Regions from separate parts of the Sus scrofa genome. Here all the other regions are linked to region 1. A link is a contact called in public Hi-C and HiChIP or PLAC-seq data. All regions are on one chromosome and are shown on one strand. Each heading gives the region's core, a stretch centred on a gene start, on an enhancer-like site or on the middle of the called end of the contact. The rest is flanking DNA. Distances are from core to core; before and after follow the strand shown. Region 1 holds the start of HSD17B14 (17-beta-hydroxysteroid dehydrogenase 14). Region 2 holds the start of HRC (sarcoplasmic reticulum histidine-rich calcium-binding protein). Region 3 holds the start of LIN7B (lin-7 homolog B, crumbs cell polarity complex component). Region 4 holds the start of CA11 (carbonic anhydrase 11). Region 5 holds the start of KCNA7 (potassium voltage-gated channel subfamily A member 7).

Region 1 (2,831 bases), core at 235-2,734:
TGGCTGTGGCTCTGGCGTAGGCCGGTGGCTACAGCTCTGATTCAACCCCTAGCCTGGGAACCTCCATATGCCGCGGGAGCGGCCCAAGAAATAGCAACAACAACAACAACAACAACAAAAAGACAAAAGACAAAAAAGACAAAAAAAAAAAAAAAAAGACATTTGCCATGTTTGGGGGGGGGCAATTTTCTCTCTTCGCTAAGCTCCTTCACTTCATCCTCAAAATGAGGACGTGAGGGCTTCCTGGGGGAGGAATTCTAATGCTCCAATTCCTTTGCAGCCTGCCCTGGGACACTCAGGAGCCAGAAATGGCTCAGAAGCTCTGGGTCCTGGAGCAGGTAAGGAATTGGAGATCCAAACTAGAAGCAAGAAAGTCAACAAAAGGGTGAGGAGTAGCATTAAGTATTAATGTCTCCTGAGTACTCTTGAGTACCAGGGTATGGATGGCAGAACATTTCAGAGACGCTTGAATTCCTGGGGAATGAGAAAGCCCTAGTTCACAGCGGTTCCACCGTTGCTGTCAAACTCTGCTCCTCTGTCGGGAAGTTTTCGGGCAATTGGACTACAGATCCCATAATGCACGCAGACTTAAAAAGAGGGTCTCGCCCTGTTCAAAATCCTTTAGAGCCATATGCTAGGGACTACAACTCCCAGAAGGACACGCTCTGCACCGTGGTCCTCACCTTACAGGCAAATTATTCAAGGCCACCCCTGCATCTTCTTTTTTCTAGTCCGAGGAACACGACCCCTTATTTACCAACATCTGAGGGTCACCGGGAGCGAGTTCTCAGCCTCTCTCAAGCCTTGGCTGCTGAGGCGTCACAGTGGCACCGAATGATGACAGGTGAGAATGGGCTGGGGACCTTGGGCTCCTGGGTGTTAGGGAAGAGGGAGTCTGGAGGCCCGGAATCCTAGGTCCTGGTGGGGAGGGGGGTCCGACGACCGCCAGAAACCCTCTGCCTTGGTAAAGAAAGAGCTGGACAGGGCTTGGGGGTTCCAGACCCCAGTAGGAGGGGACTGGATCCCAGGACTGCCGTGTCTGGGGAGGAGAGGACGGGGAGCCTGGACTCCTAGGTTTGAGAGGAAAGTCCTGGGTGTCGGGACTTCTGGGTCCCAAAGTTTGCCATTCTCGTTCTCCGTCCGTCCTCTCCAGGTGGCAGTTTGGACTCTCGAGGAGACCCTCTTCCCCCTGCGTCGCCACCTCCGTCAGATCCCACGCCCTGCGTGTCCTCGCCCCCAAGATCTCCTCCAGTGGCCAGTTCCCACTCCACGGGGTTCTCCCACCGAGGGACTGGGCGCGACGCAGGCCCGGCCTCTTGGGAGCCGACCTGGGATTCCGGGACCGCCCCTCCCGCGCTAACCCCAGACGAGGAGGCGTGGCCTCTGAGAGTCACGCTGCTACAGTCCAGCTTCTGACCCGCCCAAGCAGGGCAGCCAATCAGAGCTGGAGGGCGTGTCCCGGAGGTACTTCCGGGACAGATGGAGCCTCTTCCCTCACCTGAGGGCGTGATCTGGTCCCCTCCCGGTGGCCGAGGAGTGGCTACTTTGGCCAAAGTTTGATTTTCCCAATACTTGTCCAAATTTGGATTAAAACATTGAACTCTTAGTCGATAACTTTCTGTCTGTTTGGAGTTGTGACACCGGTGTCTCGAAGAGGTAGAGCTGGAGTGGTGAACTCCTGGGTCCCGCGGGAGGAGGGGACAGCGGACTCAGCTTTGTGTGTCAGAGGAACGGGGGGAGCTCGAGGTCTGGATTACTGAGTCTGAGGGAGGAGGGGGCCGGCGACCTGGATTCCTGGGTCTGAAGGAAGAGAGGACCCGGGACCTGGACTTTGGAGTCCAAGGTCCGGCAGAGGGGGCCGGACTCCAGGAATCCCGAGTTTGAGGGTTGGGGGACCGGCCTCCTGGGTCTGAGGGAGGAGGGGGCTGGGGCCAAGTTCCAGGCTTCTGGCTTTCCTGGCAACGCCCCCGGGGCCGGGCTTCAGGATCCAGCCCCTATTTATGGTTCGACCCCAAGACCTCACCGGACTTCAGAGGGGGATAGAAGCCTCGAGTGAGTGTGAGTGAGTGGCCGAAGGAGACCTTCTGACGCGGGATGGCAACGGGAACGCGCTATGCCGGGAAGGTGGTAATCGTGACGGGGGGCGGGCGCGGCATCGGAGCTGGGATCGTCCGAGCCTTCGGTGAGTGGGGTCTGGTCGGCTCTGAACAGTGGAGTCTGGGAGCGGAGGGACCCGGGGGCTAATGGGTGTGGGACGAAGTATCTTCTGTACTGGAATCTAGATTCTTGTCTCGTAAAATCCAATTTGCAAAGTTAACGAAGGGAAGGCAGAGGTGGCCTGGGGCCTGAGATTGCGGCGGATTTTCAAATGCCATTGACTCCCTTTCTCTGGGTCTCAGCTATTGCTACAGAATGGGGGGCCGGGGGTGGTGGTTGAAGGAATATGTCTTTTGGAGGTTTAGGGTTTACTCTAGAACCCAGGGATGGAGACTCAGGAGCCCCAGAAGTCACCTGGAATAGCCAAGGAGAAGGCTAGGCTTCTGCCTTTTGCCCTACGGGATCATCATGAGACTTTGGGGTCACGAGGGGAACAGAGCTGGGGCGGTGGTGGGGGGGGAACGGCCCTGTTCCGGGTGGCCACAGAGGGCAGCAGAGATCTTCACCAAGGTCTCTGCAGGGCTAACCTATTCCCTGTCTATTCGCAGTGGAAAGTGGCGCCCAGGTGGTGATCTGTGACAAAGACGGTGAGTGAGGGTCCCCCAGTCCTCAGCCCACTGCCTCCTCCCTTAGATTCAAGAAGAATACAGGCCCCAGCACCCTCCTCCCTCAGA
Region 2 (2,831 bases), core at 88-2,587, 200 kb before region 1:
TCCGGGAACCAGGGGTCCCGGCCCCCAGCTCCCTGTTCCCTCAGACCCGGGGTCCGGCCGCTGTACCTGCTCCTTCTCCGCACCCACCATGCTGCTGCAGCCTCTGCAAACTATCCGACTCCCTGCATTCCCTCAACCAACCCGGGCTCTAGACGCGCCCGGGACAAACCGGATCCACTACGTCCCAGCCCAGCCTGGGCGGGGCCAGGTCTAGGGGGCGGGGAATCTCGGAGACGCGCAGAGCGGGAGGCGGGGCAAAGGGTCTGAGGGACCGGCAGGCGAGACCCGGGGAGAGGGGGCCGGGGACCCGGGGTGGGGGACAGGGACTCAGAGAGGAAATGCCAGTGATGAGGGAGAGGGCACACAAAAAGGGGATGGGATGGGGACACGAAGCCTTAGGTTGGGACAGGGAATCAGAAAGGGGGGACAGAGATTGGCGAGGGGCTACATCGACCCAAAGCGAGGGGGGGGTGCTTGGAAGGAAGTTGGCGGGGGCGGGGTGGGGGCGCGGCGGAGACACTCAGACTGAGAGGGAGAGACAGAAGCCTGAGAGTGAGAAGGGGACAGAATCCTGGGGAGGGGGACAGGGACTCCAAGAGAGCGGGTGAAGAAACAAGAACTGAGAGAAGGGAACCCACAGAGAAGGCTGGGAACCCAAAGAGCGAGGGGTGAGGACAGCAGTGATAGGATGAGGGGGAGGTACTGATACACAGGCAGGGCCCCCATGTCTCCTGCTAGCTCTCCAGGGACAGGGACAGCTGCAGCCTCCTGAGTAACCTGAGCCCCCTGCACACACACACCCCCTGCTGTATTTATAGCCCTGGCCTGGCCCCATCCCCTGCCCCCAGATCTGAGTTCCAGGGACAGGAGGTCATGGGTACGCACGCTGGAGCACAATTCCTCTCACCCCTGTCCAGGGCTTCCCTGTGGGCATCCACCATCTCAGCAAAGTCGCCCGTTCTGGCCGGAAACTCCCCATAATCTAACCCCCAATCCTTCCTTGGCAGGGGTCTCTCCCCTCAAATACACCCTTCCCGCTCCCCTCCTCCCATGGCCCGGGCTCCCCCCAAATTGGCCCACTGAAAATTTGACACCATTTTTGCAGCTGCCAAACCGGAACTTGTCGGCATTCAAAATCAAGTCCCTTGGCCCCCTCTCCTGGCCAAAGAGAGACCCCTTCTCTCACCCCCTCCCCAGCTGAGAGGAGAAAGAGCCGGAGGGGAGGGGCAGGCCGGGCCTAACCCAGAATAACTCCGGGCCGAAAGTAAATTTAGCCACAGAGAGGGGAGGGGAGAGACCCTATTGGCTGGGGAGCGGGAGGGAGGGGCGGAGGGGGTCAGGGGGTTCTGGAGATTGTCTCAGAGGGGTGTCTGGAGCCTGGCAGTGAGGGCCAGAGGGCAGAGACAGAGAGAGACACAGCAAAGGAAAGACACAGGGAGAAAGAAAGAGAAGGACCCCAAAGGGACAGGGACCCCAGTATTCATCGACATAGCCTCAGCCACAGCGGGAGCCAGCCCAGGGAGAAGCTCTGCTGCTGGTCTGTCCCCATGGGCCACCCTGGGCCATGGTTGCAGGCGTCTCTCCTCTGGGCTGCTGTGGCCAGCCTGCTCCTCCCCCCTGCTATGACCCAGCAGCTGAGAGGGGCTGGGCTGGGCCCCAGCAACTTGAACAACAACGCAGGCATCCCCGGGCCCACAGAGGACGCATCAGGCAAGTTCGGTCACTCCGGGCATAGCCATAGAAGCCATGGGGATGAGAACAGCGATGTCTCCACGGAGAGTGGGCATCATTTCTGGGCCTCTGGAGACCACGGAGAAGAGGAAGAAGATGTCTCCAAAGCAGCCCATCCCCGCCAAGGCCACAGGTACCAAGGCCACGAGGTGGGAGATGAGAACATCTCTGAGGAGGAGGGAACCACAGCGCATGCTCCGCAGGCGGGTGGGCACAGAGGCCGTGGGAGCAAAGACATGGATGATTCAGCTGAGCCCAGGCACCACTTCCCCAGCCATGGGAGCCACGGCCACCAAGACGAGGATGAGGATGAAATTGTGTCCAGCGAGCGACACCATCATATCATCAGGCATGTACGCCGAGGCCATGGAGAAGAGGAGGAGGAAGAGGAGGAGGAAGGCGGCATCTCCACCGAGTATGGACACCAGGCCCACGGGCACCGAGACCACGGGATGGAAGAGGACGAAGACGTCTCAGCTGGACGTCACCATCACGGCCCCAGCCACAGACACCGAGGCCATGAAGAAGAAGAAGATGACGACAATGACGGTGACTCCGCTGAGTACAAATATCAGACGCACGGGCATCAAGGCCACGAGAAGGAAGAGGATGGAGACGTCTCAGACTCGCACCACCATCATGTCCCTGGCCACGGACACCCAGGCCACAGAAATGAGGAAGATGAGGATGAGGTCGTATCCACTGAACACTGGCACCAGGTTCCCAGACATACCCACCATGGCCTTGGAGATGAGGAGGAGGAAGGAGAGGAGGAGATCACGGTCAAGTTCAGCCACCATGCTGCAAGCCCCCAAGCCCAAGGCCACAAGAGCACTGAGGAGGAGGAGGACTTCCCAGACGAATATACGAGAGAGAGCCCTGGTCGTCACCACCCCGGGGTCCTCAAGGAGGAAGATGAGGACATCTCCACCAAGCTTGGCCACCAGCCTGCCAGCCACAGGCAGCAAGGCCACAGAGGATCCATCAAAGAAGAGACTAGCTCCCGTCCCCGGGAACACATGGGGGTCAAGGATAGAAGCCATTTAGGGGAGGGTGATTCCGAGGAGGAAGAGGAAGAGGACCACAGCTCCCCTGAAGAG
Region 3 (2,831 bases), core at 233-2,732, 170 kb before region 1:
AAGATCTGGGCCCTCGAGCTCGGGGCGCTTCCACCATTCAACACAAGAGCACTCCTTAGCGACCGTAAGTCCTCTTTAGTCCCTCTGGACCCCATCAAAGAGGAACGTCTCCACGTGGCATGCGTGAGTCTCGGAGACTCAACACTCGCCAATCTCACTTTTTAACAGAACGACAAGGCCTGGACAGAGCCAAGAGCCTCCACGAAGCAGCAAGGGAACAGCATCTAACTGGGGTTTAGTAAGATTTCGGGGTTTAACGCTATTTCACTGTCGAAGGTCAGCTTCCCGTCAGGCATTTGGTACTAGTTTCTATTTCTAGTGGCAAAAGACGCCTTTATATGACATTTAAGCGAAAGATGGGCGCGTATGTAAAATGCCTTATACTTAAGTAAGGCAGGTACACAGACACGGCAGAAGCCTGAAACACGGCTGACCGACGTGGGGAGGACGCTGAGCCAGCCCATCCCATTCGGAGGATGCCAGGCGCAGTGGGGCGAGGGGCGCCTACCTTGGCCGTGGCGTGGGCCCGGACCTCAGCACTGCCGGTGATGTCCAGCGTGTCATAGAGCTGCTCATAGACCTGGTGAGGACGCAAAAGCGTCGAGGAGCCGCCAGCCCCCGCCTGCCTTCAACCCAGAAGTCCGGGCCTGCAGACCCTCCCACCCGCAGATCCGCCCCGCCCCTGCAGCCCGGAGGCCGCGGGAACCACAATTCCCAATGGACACCTGAGCTGAAGCGCGGGCGCCCCAAAGGAAGGCCGCCCCGGTCGCTGCTGGGAGGCGTAGTCCCCAGGCTCGGGGCGACCCAGAGGAGGACGACGGCCGCCCGCCCGCTCGGGCCCTGGCGCTGCGTTGCTCTCACCTCCCGGATGGCAGAGCAGAAGCGGCTCTGCAGGACTCGCTGGAGGGCCTGCAGCTTCTGCGGGGGCAGCTCCCCGCTGCGCTGGAGCCGCTCGAGGAGCTCCACCGCCCGGGACACGTCTGCGGGGCGGGGGCGGGGCGCACAGACACAGAGTCAGAGACTGGAAGACGCAGCGAAGCCCGGAGATATGCGGCCGGAGACCGAGGAAGGGCGAGCGCAGACCCGGGGCAAGACAGCCAAGTCCCAGTCGGACAGCCGCAGAGCTGCCGGCGGCAGTGGAGAGACTGCCACCAGTCACCCTGCGTCCCCAGGATCCCCAGGCACACACGGCCGGAGGTGGGCGGCGGGCTCCCCCTCGCCGTCCAGCGGGCCCGCCGACCCTCCCACGCCCATCGACAGCCTGACTTGCTGCGACCCGCCCCGCCCACCCCCGCCGGGCCCGCCCACCCGCCTGGGCCCCGCCGGGGGAGGGGCGGGGCCCGGAGTCCGGGGCCCGGGTCCCGGACGCAGGCCGCGGCCGGGTGGGCAGGGCCGCCTGGCGCGCTTACCCCGCTCCAGCCCCAGCGGCTCCACCAGCGCAGCCATGTCTGCGCCGCCGCTGCGAGGCACCCGCCTGCCGGGTCGCCGGCGAGGAAGGCGGGGCTGCGCGAGGCCACGCCCCGGCGACGAGCGCCACCTGCAGAGGCGCGGCCTGGCGTGCGCACCGCCCTACCGGCCTCCGCTCGGGGCTCGCTCCCCTGCCCTCAAACTCCATCGGTCCGCTGAGTTTGTGACCGTCCATTGCAGCGTCTGCACCACCTTTCATCTCAGTCTATCTGAGCTGCCCGCCACACCTGTCTGTCCCCTGTCTATCCCTTTCTCCCAGATTTATTAGACAACTTGTTAAACATCTCGGCCCAAGATGACCGGCGTGGTGATGAGCAGGGTACACAAGTCCACTGCCGTCCTGGAGCTTAGTCGGGGGGTGGGGGGCGGGTAGACACTAAACTACGACCGTGATCAGAATTGGGATCCAGGAGGGACATTGACATAGAGTCCTTGGAGGAGAGCTCCAGAGGTGGCTCGTGAGTCACTTTCTAGACCGAAAGAGCCCACATGGTTGGATAGCAGAGTAAGAATTGGAGTTTTCTGGTTTTCTGTTCTGTCTTTTTTGTCTTTAGGGCCACACCGGCGGCATATGGAGGTTTCCAGGCTAGGGGTCCAATCTGAGCTGTTGCTGCCAGCCTACGCCACAGCCACGCCAGATCCGAGCCTGGTCTGCGACCTACACCACAGCTCACAGCACCGCCAGATCCTTAACCCACTGATCAAGGCCAGGGATGGAACCCGCAACCCCAATGGTTCCTAGTCGGATTCGTTTCCGCTGCACCACCAGGGGAACTCCATGAACTGGAGCTGTTTATGAGGAAGGTGAACAGGTCGGCAGGATGCGGTTGATGCACACAGCCTTGTATGCTGGCATGCTCCTGCTGAGGACTTTGGACTTCATGGTAACCCCTAAGAGTAAAACGCGACATTGAAACATATATTTTAAGATCACTGTGGACACTGTGTGGAGCCTGGATTGGATGGGAACGAGAGTGGAAGCAGGGGGGTTGATCAGGAAGGCTCTTGCAGGAACTCTGTGATGGCTTGGACCAGGGCAGAGGCGCGGAGGAAAAGTGGACAGATTTGGAAATATGTGTCTTGCTGATTGACTGTATCCGAGGACCGGGAGGTGGAGGAGAAGGGGGTATAGATGCTTGTGGGGCCTTTTGCTAACATGATCTATGCTACTAGAGGGAGAGTCGATATTTCGTCTTTGAAGAGCTGGTGCAGTACCAAGACCTGCAAGCAGTTTTGAGAATTTGCACAAAGATGGTAAATAAAACCCTAAATGCTGGAGGCGAGAGAATACAGACCAGAGAGGACCTAGGACTGAGTCTTCAAAACTAGCATTAAAGGTCAGGAAGGGGAGTTCCTGTTGTGGC
Region 4 (2,831 bases), core at 94-2,593, 150 kb after region 1:
TTTTTTCCCCCCTGTCATTCTGGGGGTCTCTGTCTCTGTGTATCTTATCAGTTTCTGCATCTCTTGCATTCACTGTATGTCCCAGGTCTCTCTCTCTCTTTCTCTCTCTCTCTTTCCCCCTCTCTCTGGTCTCCCGCGGCTGCCCCCACCTCCCTGCCTGTTTATTTTCTACCCTGCGTCTCCTGCCAAATCTCCCCATCTCAGGCTCCTCTTCCTCCTCAAGCCTCCGCAGCTCCCTGACCTCACCTCTGCTCTCTTGCCTCAGCCTCCCCGGCTCCTCCTCCTGCCTCCTCCCGCTCCCCCACTCTCTCTCCAAGTCTCTGCCTCCCCCTCCTGGTCAGCGGCCCACACCGCACTCCGGTCTCCCAGGGGATCCCCTAGCCGGGTTAAGGGAGCCCCTGGTGGAGGCTTGGGTGATGCATCCGGCGGGGGGCTGCAGGCGCTGTGCAGGCTCGCACCTGGGTCCCTGCGAGCTGGGGGATCCCGGATCCTTCAGGGCCAGTGGCCCTGAGCGTGGAGACACCCGAGGACTCTCCCAGCTCCACCTTAAGGGCCCCCCCCTTCCCCCTTCTGCGGAGGATGGAAACTGCCAGCTCTTGGGCCCCAGGTGTCCGGGCCACCCCCGCCCCCGTGGCCCCAGCGCGGCTGGGAGCTGGGGACGAGTCCCCCCCCCCAACAACCTCTCTATCCTGCCCCTGGGAGTACTCCCTCCACCACCACCCACACACACCAGCCCAGGGAGGGGTGCTCGCTGCTGTGAGAGCCCCCCCCAACAGAAAAATTAAATAACAGCAAGAGAGAGAAGGGGGGGAGGGAGAAGAGCGAGACAGAGAAACAGAAGAGGCAGGAGAGGAGGAGGTGGGGGGAGAGAGAGAGGGGGCAGCGGGAGGCCGAGAGGGAGAGAGTGAGGAGGAGAAGAAGGGGAGAAGGAAGAGGCAGGAGCAGAGGAGGGAGAGAGGGAGGAGGAGGAGGTGAGAGAAGCAGGATGGAGACATGGAGTTAGGAGGCTGGGGAGAGCTTAATGAAAAGAGAGCGAAGAGGGGGGTGTGGGTTAGAAGCCCAGGGGTAACCCGAGGGAAAAGCAGAAGGCAGAGGAGAGGAGTAGGAAGACCGGGAGACAGAGGGAGACTCGAGGGCTTGGGGAGAGAGGCGAGGAAGGAGACACGCCGAGAAGGAGCAGGGGAGTGGGTGGGGTAGGGGGGTCTCAGTCCCCGGCTGCCTCAGAAATTGGGAACTGGGGCTCCCCGTGTGGAGGAGAGGAAGGCTGCAAGTCCTTGGGGGGTCGGGGTTCCACAGAGAAGGGAAGGAGCTGGGGGGTTGGGGGTCAGGGCATTGGGATAGGGGTCGCCCCGAGGCTTCCCCGGGATGGGGGGTGCAGCTCGTCTGAGCGCCCCTCGAGCGCTGGTACTCTGGGCAGTACTGGGGGCGGCAGGTAAGGCCTGGGGGGGTCGGGGCAGGAGCCCCTCAGGGAGGGGTGGGGGTGGGGTGTCCAGGAGAGGGTTTCAAGCCGCTGTCTCCCCAGCTCACATCGGACCCGCACCTGACCCAGAGGACTGGTGGAGCTACAAGGATAATCTCCAGGGAAACTTCGTGCCAGGTGCAGCCAGGGCGGGGACCCAGGCGTCTGGGCAGCCAGGCTTTCCTCCTGAGACCCCGGAGTCCGCTCCTCCCCTGCCCCCCCCCGCCCCCCCCCCCATCCCCAGGACCCAGGAGTCCTAGCCCCTTCCTTCCTCCCTCCGGAGGCCCAGCCTCTGACCCCGGGTGGCTCAGCATGGGACATTATACATGCGCATTTCGAGTCGGGAGTGGGAGTGAGTGGAAGGCAAGGGAGTGTGGGGGTGGAAGAGTGTGTGTGTGCTTGCTGGGAAAGACCAGGTAGGTCCTGGCTCGTACTGAGAACCAGAGGTTCGGGGCCCGGTTCTCCACCTGGTCCAGCCCTCTCTTGCAACTCCTTCTCCCCAGTACATTCATCAACCAGCTGTGGGATAAGGGAGACTGAAGAACTACAACTCCCATGGGCTCTGGGGCAAGCAGGCAGGGGATGGGTAGGCTGGCCACCTCACAGACTGCTGGGAGTTGTAGTTTCTTCCCCAAAGACCATTGATGATAGGTTTGATCAAAGAGAGGCTTGGAGGTGTTGGGGGTAGGGGGGCGGTATAGGAAACTCCTCTAAGAGTCTTCTAGGACCCAGGACTCTGCATTTCAGCCACCTCCTCCCTCAAAGTCAGGAAACCACAGCCTTCCCAGCAGATCCCAGCACTGAGATCTAGTCCCTACTTCTGACTCCCTTTCCTCCCTGCCCCACCTCTGCTCCCAGGGCCTCCCTTCTGGGGCCTGGTGAACGCAGCCTGGAGTCTGTGTGCTGTGGGGAAGCGGCAGAGCCCTGTGGATGTGGAGCTGAAGAGGGTCCTTTACGACCCCTTTCTGCCCCCACTGAGACTCAGCACTGGGGGAGAGAAGGTAAGTGGCCTGTTGGGAGGGGTTACCAAACCCCACTGGGCTTGAGTTGGGGTCGGGGGTGGGGCATGAGCTGGGAGGCTAGCCTGGGGGAAGGAGCCCTACACTGAGCAGAGAGGAGGCGCTGTCCACCCTTAAATGGATCCCTGATTCTTCCCTCTCCAAACATGGCCTCCTAGTCTTTCCATCTCTTGGAAGCAATGGTAAGACAGACCATCTCCCGTGCCAGGCACTGTTTTCGAACCTGATAAATCGTCTCATCTTCACAACTCCATGAAATAGATGCTATTGTTATTCTTATTTTAGGGATGCAGAAACTGAGGCACAGAGAGGTGAAGTCACTTGCCTGAGGTCACACAGCTAGAGAGTGCCAA
Region 5 (2,831 bases), core at 113-2,612, 140 kb before region 1:
CCAAGGGAAGAGTGGGATTGTTGAGGAGTTCTGGGTTTGGACATGTCAGAGATGTCTGTTTGGGAGTTCCCGTCATGGCTCAGTGGTAATGAACCTGCCTAGTATCCATGAGGATGTGGGTTCAATCCCTGGCCTCGCTCAGTGGGTTAAGGATCCGGTATTGCTGTGAGCTGTGGTGTAGGTCACAGACACAGCTTGGATCCTGCATTGCTAGGGAGCTTAGGTTGTTGTTGTGTCATGGGATGGCAGCTGCAGCTGCAGCTCTGATTGGACCCCTAGCCTGGGAACCTCCATATGCCACAGGCACTGCCCTAAAAAGACAAAAACCCCCCAAACCGGAGGTGTCTGTTTGCCACTCAGATGGAGCTGTGGAGTTGAAAGTTGGAAGATACAGCAATCATGGAAGAGCTTGCGACTGGAGACCTACATTTGGGAGTCACTGGAAGAGAGATGGTATTTGAAGCCATGTAACTGGATGAGCTCAGCTAAGAGAGGAGAGAAGATGGAGAAGGGAAGAAGTCTAAGCAAAATTAAAAAAAAAAAAAAAGGCATTAAGAAGAAACATCAAAATTAAAAAAAAAAAAAAAAAAGAAGTCTAAGGACCAAGTCCTGAGACCCATCAGAATCCAGATAAAGCAGGAAGACTGCAGAGGAGACAGAGTAGGCATGATGGCAAATGTAGGGGGGAAACCAGGAAGCCAAGAAGGCAAGTGCTTCAAGGAGGAGACAGTATCAAGATATGGAAGCAACCTAAGCTGCCATCAACAGATGCATGGATAGAGACAATGTGATCTGGGAGTTCCCGTTTGGGCTCAGCAGGTTAAGAACCCGACTAGCATCCATGAGGATGTGGGTTCGATTCCTGGCCTCCCTCAGTGGGTTAAGGAGTCGGCATTGCCACGAGCTGCTGCCTAGGTCTCAGATCCACTGATGGGATCCCACATGGCTGTGGCTGTGGCATAGGCTAGCAGCTGTAGCTCCAATTCAACTCTTAGCCTGGAATCTCCCATATGGTGCAGGTGCAGTCTTTAAAAAAAAAAAAAAAGTGTTGGGAGTTCCTGTCATAGCTCCATGGGTTAAGGATCCAGTGTTGCCATGATCAGTAGTGTAGGTCGCAGATGCGGCTTGGATCCCATGTTGCTGAGGCGTGGCGTATAGGCCAGCAGCCACAGGTCCAATTCGACTCCTAGCCTGGGAACTTCCATATGCCGCAGGTGCGGCCCTAAAAAAAAAAAAGAAAGAAAATCTTCCATGAAAGAGTGGGAGTGGCCAGAAGGGAAAAGAATGATGGGGGGGGGGCAGGCCTGTGGCACGTGGAAGTTCCAGGCCAAAGATCACTGAACCCAAGTCATAGCAGCAACCTGAGCTGCAGCAGTGACCACACCAGATCCTTAACTTGCTGAGCCACCAAGGAACTCCAGGTGTGCGTTTTTAAGGAAGGCTGGGAACAGGTGTTCATGGATAAGCTTGAGCTTCAAAGGAGCTGAGGGAGGAAGAACTGCCTGGAAGGGGCAAGGAGGAGCACCCATCTTGAGGCTCAGAGGGTGTAAGAGATAGGGCTGCTGGGAGGAGGAGGAGGAGGAGGGATCACTTCACACCGGGAGTTCAGAAACCCACAAAGAGGGGCCTCTGTGGGCTCTGAGAATGGGGAGAAGAGGGAGAAGAAAGGACACAGGGGCCAGAGAGAAGGGGAAAGAAAAAAACCAGAGAGATGTGGGGCCAGAGGCCCAGACACAGGGAGGGCCAAAGACCATGAAAGAGAGGGACACAAACACAGAGACGGGGACACCAAAATCTGTATGGATGATTACATTGCATCTCAGACTGTAGACCGGAAGAAAAAGTGCCAGAATTCCTAGGGAGTTGAAACCTTTAGTGTCTCTCTCTACTCCCTCCAGCAGAGGGCGCGCGGGGCCTCATTTCCAGGAGTCCCAGTGACCAAGCCCCATCACTTCCCCCAAAGCGCATCCGATGGATCTATTTTTACGCAGTGTCATAGGACACTGGTGGCTGGAAGGCCATCGTCTGTCTGTCCTTAGGTCCCTTCGAGTGACCCTGCGGCCTCTCCCGAGCCCACCCCTTTCCTGTTCCTGGCAGGCCCAGCCTCCTTTTGCACTATTCAGGGCTACAGCTCAGGCCTTGCTAGTTCTCAGAAAATCTGGCAGCGTATCTAAGTGGAGACCCTGGGGGGAGACCACAGCGAAGGGACCGGGTGTGTGTGTAGGGAGGGGAGACGCGCAGCGGGGGGGGGGGGAACATGCTCATGGTTTGCAGCTGCTGGAGCGTCCCCAGGTTAGGGCAACCACCAGGACAGCGGCAGAGCCAACCTAGAGTGCCAGTCAGAGAAAGATTCAGAGATACGACTCCAAGACCCCAAGTCATCCAGAAGCCTGCCGACAGAGAAATACAGAGAAAGAGAAAGACACAAAGGGGAGCCCCGAAAATCCAGGGGCAGAGACAGAGAGCTAAGACATAATGAGAGAAGAGTCCCAGTCAGAGGGGAGAGACAGAGACCAAGGGAGACGAGAGATAAACAGAGACAGACAGACAAGAATTAAAACGAAGACGAAGATCTGGAAAGACTAAGACTAGAGAAATCACCAGACATAGATGACCCTACAACGGCAAAATTCTGCTCCATGACCCATAGAGATAGAGATAGATTTCTGAGATCAGAGATACAGAACGACACAAAACGAAGATAAAGCCAGATGCAGAGACAAACAAGAGAAGGAGGTGGGAATTTGTGACTGCAATAGACAACTCGTTAAGAAATAGACGAGACACGCACACGGAAACTCGGAGAGTCGAAGGACAGAGATCCTAAGCGG

Evidence for each region. Hi-C and Micro-C count contacts between places; a contact is called where the count stands out from the background. HiChIP or PLAC-seq counts read pairs in DNA pulled down with a chosen protein or histone mark.
Region 2: a contact with region 1 is called in an H3K27ac HiChIP or PLAC-seq map of alveolar macrophages. The contact joins the promoter of HRC here to the promoter of HSD17B14 in region 1. A contact is called at or near these places in 2 of 47 Hi-C or Micro-C datasets (heart right ventricle and liver) and 2 of 2 datasets of contacts at active chromatin or transcription factors (alveolar macrophages and skeletal muscle).
Region 3: a Hi-C map of liver shows a contact between it and region 1, with 2.9 times the contacts expected there. The contact joins the promoter of LIN7B here to the promoter of HSD17B14 in region 1. A contact is called at or near these places in 2 of 47 Hi-C or Micro-C datasets (liver and skeletal muscle) and 1 of 2 datasets of contacts at active chromatin or transcription factors (alveolar macrophages).
Region 4: a contact with region 1 is called in a Hi-C map of embryonic fibroblasts, with 4 times the contacts expected there. The contact joins the promoter of CA11 here to the promoter of HSD17B14 in region 1. A contact is called at or near these places in 4 of 47 Hi-C or Micro-C datasets (embryonic fibroblasts, heart right ventricle, liver and 1 more) and 1 of 2 datasets of contacts at active chromatin or transcription factors (alveolar macrophages).
Region 5: a contact with region 1 is called in an H3K27ac HiChIP or PLAC-seq map of alveolar macrophages. The contact joins the promoter of KCNA7 here to the promoter of HSD17B14 in region 1. A contact is called at or near these places in 3 of 5 promoter capture datasets (fetal liver, liver and skeletal muscle), 12 of 47 Hi-C or Micro-C datasets (blood, embryonic fibroblasts, epiblast stem cells and 6 more) and 2 of 2 datasets of contacts at active chromatin or transcription factors (alveolar macrophages and skeletal muscle).

What each region holds. Positions count from the first base shown.
Region 1 is chr6:54,142,796-54,145,626 of Sscrofa11.1, reverse strand. HSD17B14 (17-beta-hydroxysteroid dehydrogenase 14) reads left to right here and starts at 1,484. Exons shown (of 10, transcript XM_021094705.1): 1 at 1,484-1,656; 2 at 2,017-2,182; 3 at 2,706-2,744. The coding sequence starts at 2,095. It overlaps PLEKHA4 (pleckstrin homology domain-containing family A member 4), which reads left to right. Exons shown (of 21, transcript XM_013998606.2): 18 at 281-299; 19 at 302-338; 20 at 732-844; 21 at 1,154-1,611. The coding sequence ends at 1,416.
Region 2 is chr6:54,340,144-54,342,974 of Sscrofa11.1, reverse strand. It overlaps HRC (sarcoplasmic reticulum histidine-rich calcium-binding protein), which reads left to right and starts at 1,337. Exons shown (of 6, transcript XM_003127287.5): 1 at 1,337-2,831. The coding sequence starts at 1,548. TRPM4 (transient receptor potential cation channel subfamily M member 4) reads right to left here and starts at 201. Exons shown (of 24, transcript XM_021094712.1): 1 at 67-201. The coding sequence starts at 90.
Region 3 is chr6:54,308,203-54,311,033 of Sscrofa11.1, reverse strand. LIN7B (lin-7 homolog B, crumbs cell polarity complex component) reads right to left here and starts at 1,482. Exons shown (of 6, transcript NM_001244232.1): 1 at 1,410-1,482; 2 at 862-980; 3 at 509-580. The coding sequence starts at 1,446.
Region 4 is chr6:53,997,156-53,999,986 of Sscrofa11.1, reverse strand. CA11 (carbonic anhydrase 11) reads left to right here and starts at 1,343. Exons shown (of 9, transcript NM_001004038.1): 1 at 1,343-1,432; 2 at 1,523-1,597; 3 at 2,318-2,460. The coding sequence starts at 1,366. The region is part of intron 2 of LOC110261016 (a long non-coding RNA gene); the gene reads right to left.
Region 5 is chr6:54,282,422-54,285,252 of Sscrofa11.1, reverse strand. It overlaps KCNA7 (potassium voltage-gated channel subfamily A member 7), which reads left to right and starts at 1,362. Exons shown (of 3, transcript XM_005664712.2): 1 at 1,362-2,831. It also overlaps a transcript of NTF4 not described here.